2 separate regions of the Hordeum vulgare genome follow, and region 2 is linked to region 1. The links are chromatin contacts, called in public Hi-C maps. All regions are on one chromosome and are shown on one strand. The core of a region is the stretch at or near the end of the contact, and the rest is flanking DNA. Distances in the headings are between cores, read along the strand shown.

The links. A called contact is a pair of places that touch in the nucleus more often than the background predicts.
Region 2: a Hi-C map of seedling shows a contact between it and region 1, with 5 times the contacts expected there. The contact joins the promoter of LOC123402897 here to the promoter of LOC123405999 in region 1. A contact is called at or near these places in 3 of 6 Hi-C or Micro-C datasets (leaf and seedling).

Annotation. Positions count from the first base shown.
Region 1 is chr6H:367,877,753-367,883,269 of MorexV3_pseudomolecules_assembly, forward strand. LOC123405999 (polyribonucleotide nucleotidyltransferase 2, mitochondrial) reads right to left here and starts at 2,709. Exons shown (of 16, transcript XM_045099503.1): 1 at 2,295-2,709; 2 at 1,222-1,377; 3 at 959-1,129; 4 at 467-592; 5 at 234-395. The coding sequence starts at 2,618. LOC123406002 (39S ribosomal protein L41-A, mitochondrial-like) reads left to right here and starts at 2,851. Exons shown (of 4, transcript XM_045099505.1): 1 at 2,851-3,015; 2 at 3,109-3,261. The coding sequence starts at 3,114.
Region 2 is chr6H:368,107,442-368,113,788 of MorexV3_pseudomolecules_assembly, forward strand. LOC123402897 (H/ACA ribonucleoprotein complex subunit 3-like protein) reads right to left here and starts at 4,806. Exons shown (of 4, transcript XM_045096863.1): 1 at 4,696-4,806; 2 at 4,506-4,585; 3 at 4,373-4,415; 4 at 2,887-3,172. The coding sequence starts at 4,559. The coding sequence ends at 3,075.

The DNA.
Region 1 (5,517 bases), core at 1,459-3,958:
TAATAAAGTTGGTACTGGAGCATTGTCATGTTAAAAAGTTGGTCATACTCCAAACAAAAGCCAAGGTTTTGGTCATGACCAGAAAAAATGCACCCTTAGAGACGGAGGCAAAGATCTTTAAGGAAGTTCACAATCGAACATTTCCACTTCTAACTCCACAAACTAGAAAGGTAAATCTTCAACTAGAGAGGAAGACCTGCAGTCAAAAGAGAATACACAAGTACACAACACACCTTGCCGTATGATTTATCTGTGAAGACTTCCTCAATTGGTGCTTCTGATAATGTTCTGATTTTCTCGTATGATTCATCTGAAATCATTGACAGCTTGTACTCTCTTTTCTCTTTGCCAGCTCGCTTGGCCAATCTAATTTGAGGGTCGATATACTTGACTGCCTGTGAATCATAGCCAACTGCATGAGAATATAATTATAACGCATCAACTAAAAATAGGAAAGAAATAATACCTCAGAGTGTGCAAGCTTCATTCCTGCTTGAAGATCCCTTTCAGTTATCTCACGAGCTTGTACATCTATCATTAGTGTTTTATCCCGTGAACATGCATAAACTAGGTTGAGATCACTCAAACCTAACTACAAGTCACAGAGAAATATACAGAAAATATGAGTGAAGTGAATGAAACCCCTGCATTTACAATGGATAATACTCCCTCCGTCCCAAAGTAAGTGTCGTGGACTTAGTACAACTTTGTACTAAAACTGTAATAAATCAGCGACACTTATTTTGGGACAGAGGGAGTATGTGAAAACCACATATACACTGATGTTAGTTATGGTGCAAATGGCAAAGAAATGGAATAGGCACCATGAGCCACGAAACGCTCCTGGGAAATGCTATATCCACAAACAGCGCAAATGTACACCATCATGGGTACAATTGAGGCACAGTGGAGGATAGATAAAAAATGATTACATATTGTAGCACTTGATCGATATTACCTCATCCACTGTTGGGTTCAACACGAAATTCCCATCAATTCTTCCGACACGTATTACTCCAATTGGCCCATTCCAAGGTATATCAGAAAGCATGAGAGCAGCTGAAGATGCATTAGCAGCCATAACATCCGGGTCCTGCTTTCCATCTGAGGAAAGTACATTTACCGTGATCTACAAAAGCAGGATCCAAATCCATCAATGAGTGGTAATGCTTGTGCAAACTTCGCGAATTTCAGGAATGAAATATTAAACAGAAAAATCACCTGGACTTCATGGTAAAAGCCACGAGGAAACAATGGCCGTATTGGTCGATCGATTATGCGCCCACACAGAAGTTCTCTTTCCTTAGGAGCACCTTCCCTGCGCATATATGTTGTGGGAATAACACCTTGAGCATATTGCTTCTCTTGATAATCAACCTACAGCCAACAAAATAACCAACCTGCTCATCATGGGAAAGATGCAGATAGCAAATAGATAGTGTTGCCTTGAAAAAGTGAAGACAAACATATTCCATTCTTCCCTTTGGGTTAAGCATATCCCCAGTAAGTTCAATTGGCAATGAGAGAAGTGAAGTACACAATGGGCCTTTAAACTTGTCCAGGGTGGTCAAGTAGGTCCCTAAACTAAAAAACTGTAGATTATTTAAGTGCTTCAGAGAAGTTTAAGAGTCAATAATGTATTTAGCTCTTTCAAATTTTACTCCAGGGAATCAGCAGCTGTAAGAAACAGCTTCAAGGTACTAAAATTATGCTTTATTACCATGAAGCACTGAACACTACCTGCCCAAAATCAAGCGTGATAATTTGTAAATAACATCGATTTAGGTCAGTTTGCAGTTGCTGAACTGTTCTGCATTGTGCATATTTTATAATGCGGTGCGCTGTTGAAAATTAGCCAGGAAAGTAGGTAAAAGCAGGTCAAACAAACACCAAAATAGGCAAAAGCTGGTTGGGCAACCGGGGCTATGGCAATCGACTGCAATGCCAAACGCAGCCTTAATTTTATCAATCTCTTACTGAAACGCAAAACTGGTGATAATTGGCACAAATGAACGGCATAACAATGAATAGTACTGCAACCAAACCGTGCTTGTGAACCAAATCAATGAAGTCTCATTATTACAAAGATATAAAAAAGGTGGGGTGTTCAACAAGATATATATAACCTGGGAAAATTTGTGGCACAAATCAAATGCTGTAGCTGGAGAACACTTAAAATTGCGTCAAATGGAAGTGTATGTATGTGCAGATTAAGTTGCCACATGGGAGGGAAGGGCGAATTTGACATGCTCTGAAACACACCACGTCAATAGAAGACGGAAAACGATCCTTACGGTTAGAGGGAGGAAGTCCCGGACGGGGTCCGAGGACTTAGCGGCGGCGACGGTGGAGAGGACGTTGGTGTCCTCCATGGAGATGACCACGGAGCCGTTGGCGAAGCGCGCCATCTTCCCGGTCTCGAAGGCGATGAGGCGACCCCCGATCTCGAACTCCTCGCGGAAGCTCTCCAGCACCTTCCGCCCCGGCGGCGGCGGCGACGCCTGCGGGGCCTCCTCGGCCGTGTTGGAGAGGAATGCGGCCCGCGTGCCGGGGAAAGCGAGCCGCATCTGGTGCCGTCGGCGCGCGAGGAAGCGGAGCGAGGCCACCGCCATCGACATGGTGGCGCTCGGGGACTGGGGAGGAGCGGCAGGAAGAGGAAGAGGGGTTTTGGGCCTGGGTTTAGGGTTTAAGCGGCGAAGCGAAATGGTTGGGCCTCTCGCCGTCTTTGGCTTGGGTGCGTCATACGGGCAGTGCAGCGGTTGATCGTGGACCCACGTGTCAGTGAGCCGAACGAACACAGCTTCTCCGGTTTTATGACCCTCAAGAGATCTGGACCGTACAACGAGTGACCGACGGCTCAGGATGCCCGTATCGTGTCGAAAGAAGCCCCATTTCTCTCTCTCCCTCACACTGATCGCCCGCCGCCGCCGCCGCCGGGAAGAAGAGCTCCGACTCGAAACCCCCCAAACCCTACCGCACCTCCCGATCCTCGTCGTCGCTGCCCTCGCTCCTCCGGTATGCCCTTCACATCGCTCTCGCCACGCCTCGCCTCTCCTCCCCTCCCCTCCCCTCCCCTCTGACAGCTGATTTTACCGTCGGGATTCGTAGGAACGATGCCTCTGGGGCTGATACTGAGCTCGATCGGGAGGTCGATGCGGCGGAAGCGGACGTCCTCGCTCAACATCCTCTCCTCCAAGAGGGCGCCCCGGGATTACTACAAGGGCAAGAACTGCAAGCCCACCGGGTTCCACACCCGCAAAGGTGACAAGCTGACACCAACTCTGATCTGAACCTAGTCGTCTTCTCGGTATCTTATGCCCGCTGCTTGATACTACTACACTTCTTATCACCTTCTGGTTCGATGCGTCATTTACATTCAAAGATGCAGGTCATGATCTGTTTGGTTGAGTAATTTAAACGATTTTGATTTGAATCAGATATAGTTAAAATAACCTGATGCACCCGGTCAAATTGGCTTTCAGTTCGACAGTTGCCACAGCATTTGCCCCATGGTAGCAACGGATGGTCCATATGGGATGTCAAATGTAGTGCGTTGTTCTGAGTAAACCATTACACCGTATGTGAACCAAGTGCTTGCTTCCTTGGCATTTGACATCATAATAATATAATAAAGCTTAGTGAGTGGACAAGGTGCAAAACATTTCAATCTAGGCAGTCTATGGCCAATGGTGAAGTTCATTGGAATTAGTAGTATTAACCATGTATATGTAGAAACTAGGACCAAGTATTTTCGATTGTTCTGCTGTTCATGCATATCACCATGCGGCTAGAAAGAACTGCAACTGTGGAGAGCAAATTCAGCAACTCCAAAGAAAAATATAGATACTTCTTTGGAAAACATACAAGAATATTGATACAGCCTTGTACTTCATGGAGGAAAAGCCATTCCAACCATGTGGCGCATCAGTTTCTGTACCATGGTCACAAAAACTTACTTGGAGTTAGGAAAAACAGGGCAGCTTAGAAATAGCAAAACAGTATTGTGATTATATGGCAAGTTAGAAGGGATGTTTTTGGTCATGCCTATGATGGTCGGTTTGTCTTATATTTATATTGCCGTGCAGGCATACAAACAGTCATGACCACTAGATCATGGATGTAGTTACTGATTCTCTAGTGCTACATAACCACATGAGTTACAGAAACGAAACAACTAGGAACGGAACAAATAGTGCCTAGTAAATACAGGAGTTAATATGCCCCTGCAATCTCAACCACTATGAACAAGGTGAAGACATCAGCGGTCTGATCTGCTGACAACACAAAGCGGACTTCCAAAGCTCCAAGTGCAACCTTCTCCCGAACAAAGTGGAAATCCACTTCAATGTGTTTAGTGCGTGCATGAAACACTGGGTTTGCAGTTAATAACGTAGCACCGAAATTATCACACAATAGAACTAGAGGTCTTGGCTGAGGGACATGAAGTTCTCGTAGAAGCGACTGAACCCAAGAAGCCTCTGGAGCACCATTTGCCAGGGCTTTGTACTCTGCCTCAGTGGATGATCTGGAAATAATTAATATGTTTCCTAGCACTCCCAAGATATGAGATTCGGACCGAAGAAAACCGCGAACCTGCCAGTGGATCTCCAGTTATCAGCGCAGCCTGCCCAGTTTGTGTCTGTCAACAGTCAACACGGATGTGTTCTTGGACCTCTGAATATGTAGGCCAGTAGCTACTGTACCCTTGATGAAATGGAGAATCCTCTTGACTGCTTCCCAATGAACATTTGTCGGTTGGGAGAGATACTGACACACCTTGTTCACAACAAAGGAGATATCCAGCCGAGTCAATGTAAGGTAGCAGAAGTGTGAGCGCTCCGGTAGGTATGAATGTCAGTTTCACCAAGAGGAGTGCTGAGGTCACAGGACAGCTTCTCATGAACACACATGGGTGTAGAAACTGTCTTACAATTTGTCATGTGAGTGCGCTCAAGCAGATCAAGATTGTACATCTATTCGCAAGGACAATGACCCTGGAATTTTGAGCCACTTCAATGCCCAAGAAGTATCGAAGCTGGCCAAGATTTTTAACCGGGAAGGTGGCAGACAACTGGTGAAGAAGACGATCTGTTACTACGTCAGAAGAGCTTGCAATGACAATATCATCGACATGAACCAACATATAGATGGTGACACTGCCATGGGAGAAGATGAACAAAGATGTGTCTGCAATAGATGTAATGAAGCCAAGCTGCTGAAGCCGATCACTCATACGTGAGTACCAAGCACGCGGAGACTGTTTAAGTCCATATATTGCTTTGTACAACTTGCATACATGCGTTGGATGAGCAGGATCTTCAAAACCCAGCGGCTGATGCATATATGCATCCTCTTGGACAACAGCATGAAGGAGCATTACTGATGTCAATCTGACAAAGATTCCAGCCATGACTAACTGCAAGAGACAACAAGAGATGCATGGTAGTTGGCTTGACAACGGAACTGAAAGAGCCGACGTAGTCGATGCCGCGTTACTGCATAAAACCCTTGGCAACG
Region 2 (6,347 bases), core at 3,556-6,055, 230 kb after region 1:
GGACTTGGAGTCCACCGGCTGGTGTGCGCGAGGCGCTGGTGGGAGCGGACGCATGGTCCGCTGGCTGGTGCGCACGAGGCGCTGCCGGGGCACGGACGCATGGTCCGCCGACTGGTGCGCGCGAGGCGCTGCCGGGCACGGACGCGTGGTCCGACGGCTCGTGCGCGCAAGGCGCTGTCGGGCGCGGACGCGTGATCCGTCGGCTGGCTATTTCCAACGGGGGCGCGCAAGCGCACCCGCTGGGTGTAGCGTCCGAGCCTCCGGTCGACTCGAAGAGTCGGGCGGAGGGTCTTCGCTGTTGCTAGAGCAGACGGTAGCGTCGGGAATGTCGGGCGCGGACGCAATGTCCGCCGACTGATGCGCGTGAGGCGTTGCCGGGTGCGGACGTGGAGTCCGTCGGCTGGTGCGCGCGAGGCGCTGCCGGGCGCGGACGTGGAGTCCGTCGGCTGGTGCGCGCGAGGCGCTGCCGGGCGTGGACTTGGAGTCCGCCTACTGATGCGCGTGAGGCGCTGCCGGGAGCGAACGCATGATCCGCCGGCTGGTGCGCGCGAGGCGTTATCCGGAAGCGGACGCATGGTCCGCCGACTGATGCGCGCGAGGCGCTGCCTGACGCGGACGCGTGGTCCGCCGGCTGGCTATTTCCAACGAAGGCGCGCAAGCGCACCCGCTGGGTGTAGCCTCCGAGCCTCCGAGCGACTCGGAAAGTCGTGCGGAGGCTTCTTGTTGTTGTACCGGGCTGGGTGCAGGCGAGCGGCACGATGACGGGGACGGCTGGAGCGGCGAGCCGACGCGAGCAAGATGGACCGGGTCGGAGCTGTGGTGAGCCCGAGGAGGGCGGTGGACGCGCCGCAGCCGCTAGGCCGCTGCGTTCGCGACATCGCCGCCTGCGTGCCGTGCTAGATAGCCAAGCTAGCATTCACGCAGCCGAATGGATTGCCTTTGCCTGCTAGCTAGCTAGGTGCGAGCGCGCGCACGTACAGGGATGGAGATGGCTAGCCTGCCTGTAAGCGGAGGTGTGACCGAGTGGAGATCGGAGCGGGCCGAGGCCGACGGCGAGGACACGCCGACCTGTGTGTTCGGCGGCGCGTTGGAGCGGACTGGAGATGGACAAAGTCGACGGCGGGGATGCGCTGTCTCATGCGACCGCCCTGGGGCATGTTGGTGTCGAGCCGCGTCGTCGGAGAGGCGGCGGCAGCGTCGTGGTGGTGATGATGAAGACGGTCCTGCCCGAACCGCGGTTCCAGCAGCAGCTGGCCCCACGGTGGACGTCAAATGTCGTCGTTTTCTTATAGGGTACCTTGACGGCAGATGTCATGGGATGGCTAATCGAGGTGAGGGCCACGGTGGACGTCAAATATCGTCGTTTTCTTATAGGGTACCTTGACGGCAGATGCCATGGGATGGTTAATCGAGGTGAGGGCAAGTCTGTCGTGGAGGATCCGGGATGAGATAGGGTAGTAGCACATGGTGGTTTATCCAGGCTCAGGGCTCTCCGAAGAGATCGTCGTTTTCTTATAGGATACCTTGACGGCAGATGCCATGGGATGGTTAATCGAGGTGAGGGCAAGTCTGTCGTGGAGGATCCGGGACGAGATAGGGTAGTAGCACATGGTGGTTTATCCAGACTCAGGGCTCTCCGAAGAGATAATACCCCTACTCCGACATGTCTATATATGATGTATACTTCCAGTAGAGCTGAGTGCTTCCTCCTTGGCCTCATGTCTGTGTGCGTGTGTGTGTATGACAGTATGAGGGAGTGAGAGGGCAGCCCAAAGGTCTCCTCCCATACGTGGTGGGCCTCAGCCCCTTGTATGGGAGTGTGGCTTGATACTGCTTGGCATATAAGCTACCATGGGTAGTTTACATGTCAAGCTATATGTATCTTGAGAGCTAGCCTAGACGTCGTAGTTGATTGTAGATGAAGCTGCATGTCTCTGGGGTACCCGGGGATCATTCCGCTGACAATCATGGATGAGAATGCAAAGAAAAAAAAACAGAGGAAGCAAAGAGCAATTTTTTTGGGGACAGTGAACATTCAACGTAACTGAAGTTCTAACCACTTGCTCATGAACTACCTTACCAATTCATCGCTAAGAGCATCTCCAACAGTCCGTATGTTCAATCGTTGGTATAAGTGTCCACATCATCAACCAACAGCACATCATACAAGCTCTTGTCTCTGGGGTACCCGGGGATCATTCCGCTGACAATCATGGATGAGAATGCAAAGAAAAAAAAACAGAGGAAGCAAAGAGCAATTTTTTTGGGGACAGTGAACATTCAACGTAACTGAAGTTCTAACCACTTGCTCATGAACTACCTTACCAATTCATCGCTAAGAGCATCTCCAACAGTCCGTATGTTCAATCGTTGGTATAAGTGTCCACATCATCAACCAACAGCACATCATACAAGCTCTTCAATAGAGTGTATGTTAACCGTATGTAAAATAACTAAGAGTGAGTCCACTAAATGTTGAAGAAATAACCATGTTTGCCTCGGAGCTTGTGCATGAACCGTTGCTTCAAGTTCATACGGTTTCATTCTCTCTCTTCTTTTATTATGTGCCATGTCATCAAAATCATCTATGTGGCAATTTTACCAACGATGATCATACAACCATTGGAGATGCCCTAAGAGGCACTGGGATGGTAACATCAGCTGATAACTTAGAGCAAAGAAGACAGGGGTAGTTCACCATCAGAAGTTGTTCATGTGAAGATCACAAATTAGCAATTTCCCTGAGAATAACAAATTCAGGAGAATAGCTAAACAAGAAAACCTCTCGTTGTAGCACAGAAAAAAATTAGCTACTAGTCTGATTCTCATTTCAGTAGCTAATCATGCAAGTAGCAGTTCAAACTTCAGGGCGAGGTAGATCCCAAATGAAAGTCACACAGAGAGCACATAGTACATAAGAGTACGATCCATAATATCATAGCATTACATTCAGAGGTACTGCAATAATGAGCAAGATAAGTAGCAGTAATGGTTCTCTCTTCACATGGCTAATCTACACTCCAAACAGCATTCACCAAAGTAAACAGATCTCTTAGGAGGACCCATTCAGTGCTTCAGTACTTTTGTGCTGGCTGCTGGGTTGGCAGCAATCCAAACCTCTTCTTCAACAGGTAACGCTGACGGGCGTACTTGTCATCCGGGGAGAAACGAGCTGCATCACAAGTGATTATATAAGTACCCTTCTTTGGCGTGAGAATACTCATAGATGTTCAACACCAGAAAACTAAAATATAACAAGTCATCTACTCCCTCCGTTCCTAAATATAAGTCTTTGTAGAGGTTTCACTAGTGGACCACATACGGATGTATATAGATATACTTTAGAGTGTACATTCAATCATTTTGCTCCGTATGTAGACCACTAGTGAAATTGATTAAAAGACTTATATTCAGGAACGGAGGGAATACATTCTACAGGACATGGCAGAACAGCACTTATTAGAGGACCGCTCACCACTACATTTATTTTATGCACGCAAGGACTATGATCCTTAGGAGTACATAGTTAGTTTATTGTTGATATGTCAACAATACAGATGTTCAACTCAAGAAAACTAAAAATATCACAACTCATCTACAGGTTAAAAAGACATATTAGATCAGGGTTACTAAGAGGACCATGACGGTCACCACCCAAGAACATGGAATTATTTGACGTATTCTACAATATTTACCACAGTACCTTGATGTTCAAGACAAGCAGGATGGGCAATTTCTGGAATCTTTACTTTCAGGATCAACCATAATAGAAATGCATAGGAAGTAAATCTTCCAGCACAAATGGGTTCAAAACAAAAAACAATTTCAGATAGGAACTTCAATTCTTACTGTGACCCCTGGGCGATTAAATAAAATTCTAATAAGAACCATTGCTGAATAACAAAGCAACAAAAACTAATGGTACCGCGAAATGCTCTTTAAGCATCGGTTGCTAGTTCCAGCACTCAAAACAATAATGCAAAGCAGGTCATGCAAGCTGAAAATTTGATTAGATGTTGTGGCAATGTTCCCAGCATGAATTCAGCCTTATTTGTCCTTTGGATAACTTATCGTACAATGGATAAAAATATCTCCTCACGAGCAAGATATTCATTATCTGAAAAGACCAAGACCAACACAAAAAACCTAAAGTTTCTCCAAATAGTATGTGTATATATCATGCCTACATGTCTGAAGTCCGAGAACAAGCAGACTGGCACTGCAACCGGGATTAACAAACAGGGACATGGAGACATGAGCACCCTCTTTTACAGCACAAGAAGCTGGCCTACTAACTCAAACTAAGTCACATAATTTCATTGTAACATGGTCTAACAGCCAAGGCAAAGTCAGGGAAAGGGAGTTGGTATACCTGGGTGGGCAGACTGCGTCGGCACACCGAGAGGGGATTCCTTCTGCAGCACAGGAGCGAGAGAAGTATCAGCACGGGGTCACAGATACTACAAATCATCACCAAGTAAGCGCGAGGGCAAAGATTATCCGACCTTGGTGGTGTACACCTTGATGCCCTTCTCGTTGATGTAGTACTGGAGATACATCTTGGCTCAAGGCGCGGGGATCAGCCCTGAAAAATCCGACGAAGCGGAAGCAGCCGTATCTATGAGACCGTCGAGAAGTACAATCGCTGATGGAATCGGGGAGGCGGGATTGGAGAGGGGAGAAAAGAGAAATTACCAGAGGTTGGCGGCGGGCGAGAGAAGAAGCGGCGGGGAAGAGGGCTGCACGGGTATCTGGCGGCTAGGGTTTGTGGGAAGCAAGGTTATAAGACGAGGAAAAGGGTTTGTAACTGGTAAGTGGGACCAGAGTTGAGGGGTACTAGTGGGGTAGGAGACCACGAGGCAGCGATGTTTTTTTCTTCTCGGAAACTACATACATGACGAATTAAGCCTGGTCGTAATTGGGTACCATAAGTGTGGACGTTTTGAACCCATGGGCATATGAACCTGTTTCCCAAAAATGCATTTTAAATGCGTTCTAAAATGTAAAAAATCAAAAAAATCACACATAAGTCTTCGCAATATGTGTATGGAAAAAAATCTTTTTTTATTTTGCATCTGCGAAAAAGATAAATTTCAGTGTTTTTAAATAGTGTTTCACAACACACTTTTTTGTTCTTTTTGCACATGTCAAACAAAAAGTTGTTTTTCCACGAAACCTTTTGCACATGCATAGAATATGAAGATGTATACTTGAAACTTCTTTCAGATTTTTTGAACATTTTAACAATGAGGTTTTCAAAGTGGGTTCATATGTCCATGGGTCGTGCACTTTCTGAAATATCATACACTAATATCCATAATGCATGGTATCATAGATTAGTATTATATATGGTTTAATTTGTTATCATGCATGACACATCATAGATGCTCAACCAACTTTTTTTGTATTTAATTACACACCATGTGATTAAAATTGTCTAATTGGCATCCATGGTATTGTTGAGGAACGTTGCATGGGAAACAAAAAAATTCCTACGCACACGAAGACCTATTATGGTGATGACCATCTACGAGAGGGAGATCGAATCTACATACCCTTGTAGATCGCTAAGCGGGAAGCGTTAAGAAACGCGGTTGATGTAGTGGAACGTCTTCGCGATCCAAATCGCCGCCGTCCCACGATCCGTCCCGATCTAGTACCGAACGGACGGCACCTCCGCATTCAGCACACGTACAGCTCGATGACGATCTTCGCCTTCTTGATCCAGCAAGAAAGTCGGGGAAGTAGATGAGTTCTCCGGCAGCGTGACAGCGCGCCGGTGGTGGTGGTGATCTATTCCTGCACGGCTTCGCCTATGCACCGCAGAAATCCGATCTAGCGGAAGAACTACGAAGTAGGGGTTGAGGGTTGCACGTGGCAAAGTTGTGTCTCAAAAACCTTAAAACCTCTAATATATATAGGAGAAGGGGAGGGGCTAGCCTTGAGGCTCAAGGGAGCCTCGTTGGCTTCGGCCGAAGTGGAGGAGGGAGGAGTCCTCCAATCCTAATTGGATTAGGACTCCTTCCTAAATTTCCCACCTCTTTTGGATTTTTTATTTTTTTCCTCATGGACTTTCCTTGGATGACTTGTCAGCCCATTATGCCTTATTGCACATCCAATAAACCCATGTGGACCCCTTGGGGCATGGTGGGCCCCCGGTACCCATTCGTCACTCTCCGTACAGTGTCGGCAATGCCCGAAATTCTTCCGGAATCCAAATACCAACTTCCTATATATCAATATTCGTTTCCGGACCATTCTAGAAACCCTCGTGATGTACGAAACTCATCCGGAACTCCGAACAAAACTTCGTTCACCAGCACCTATAACTCAACTATACTAAAACG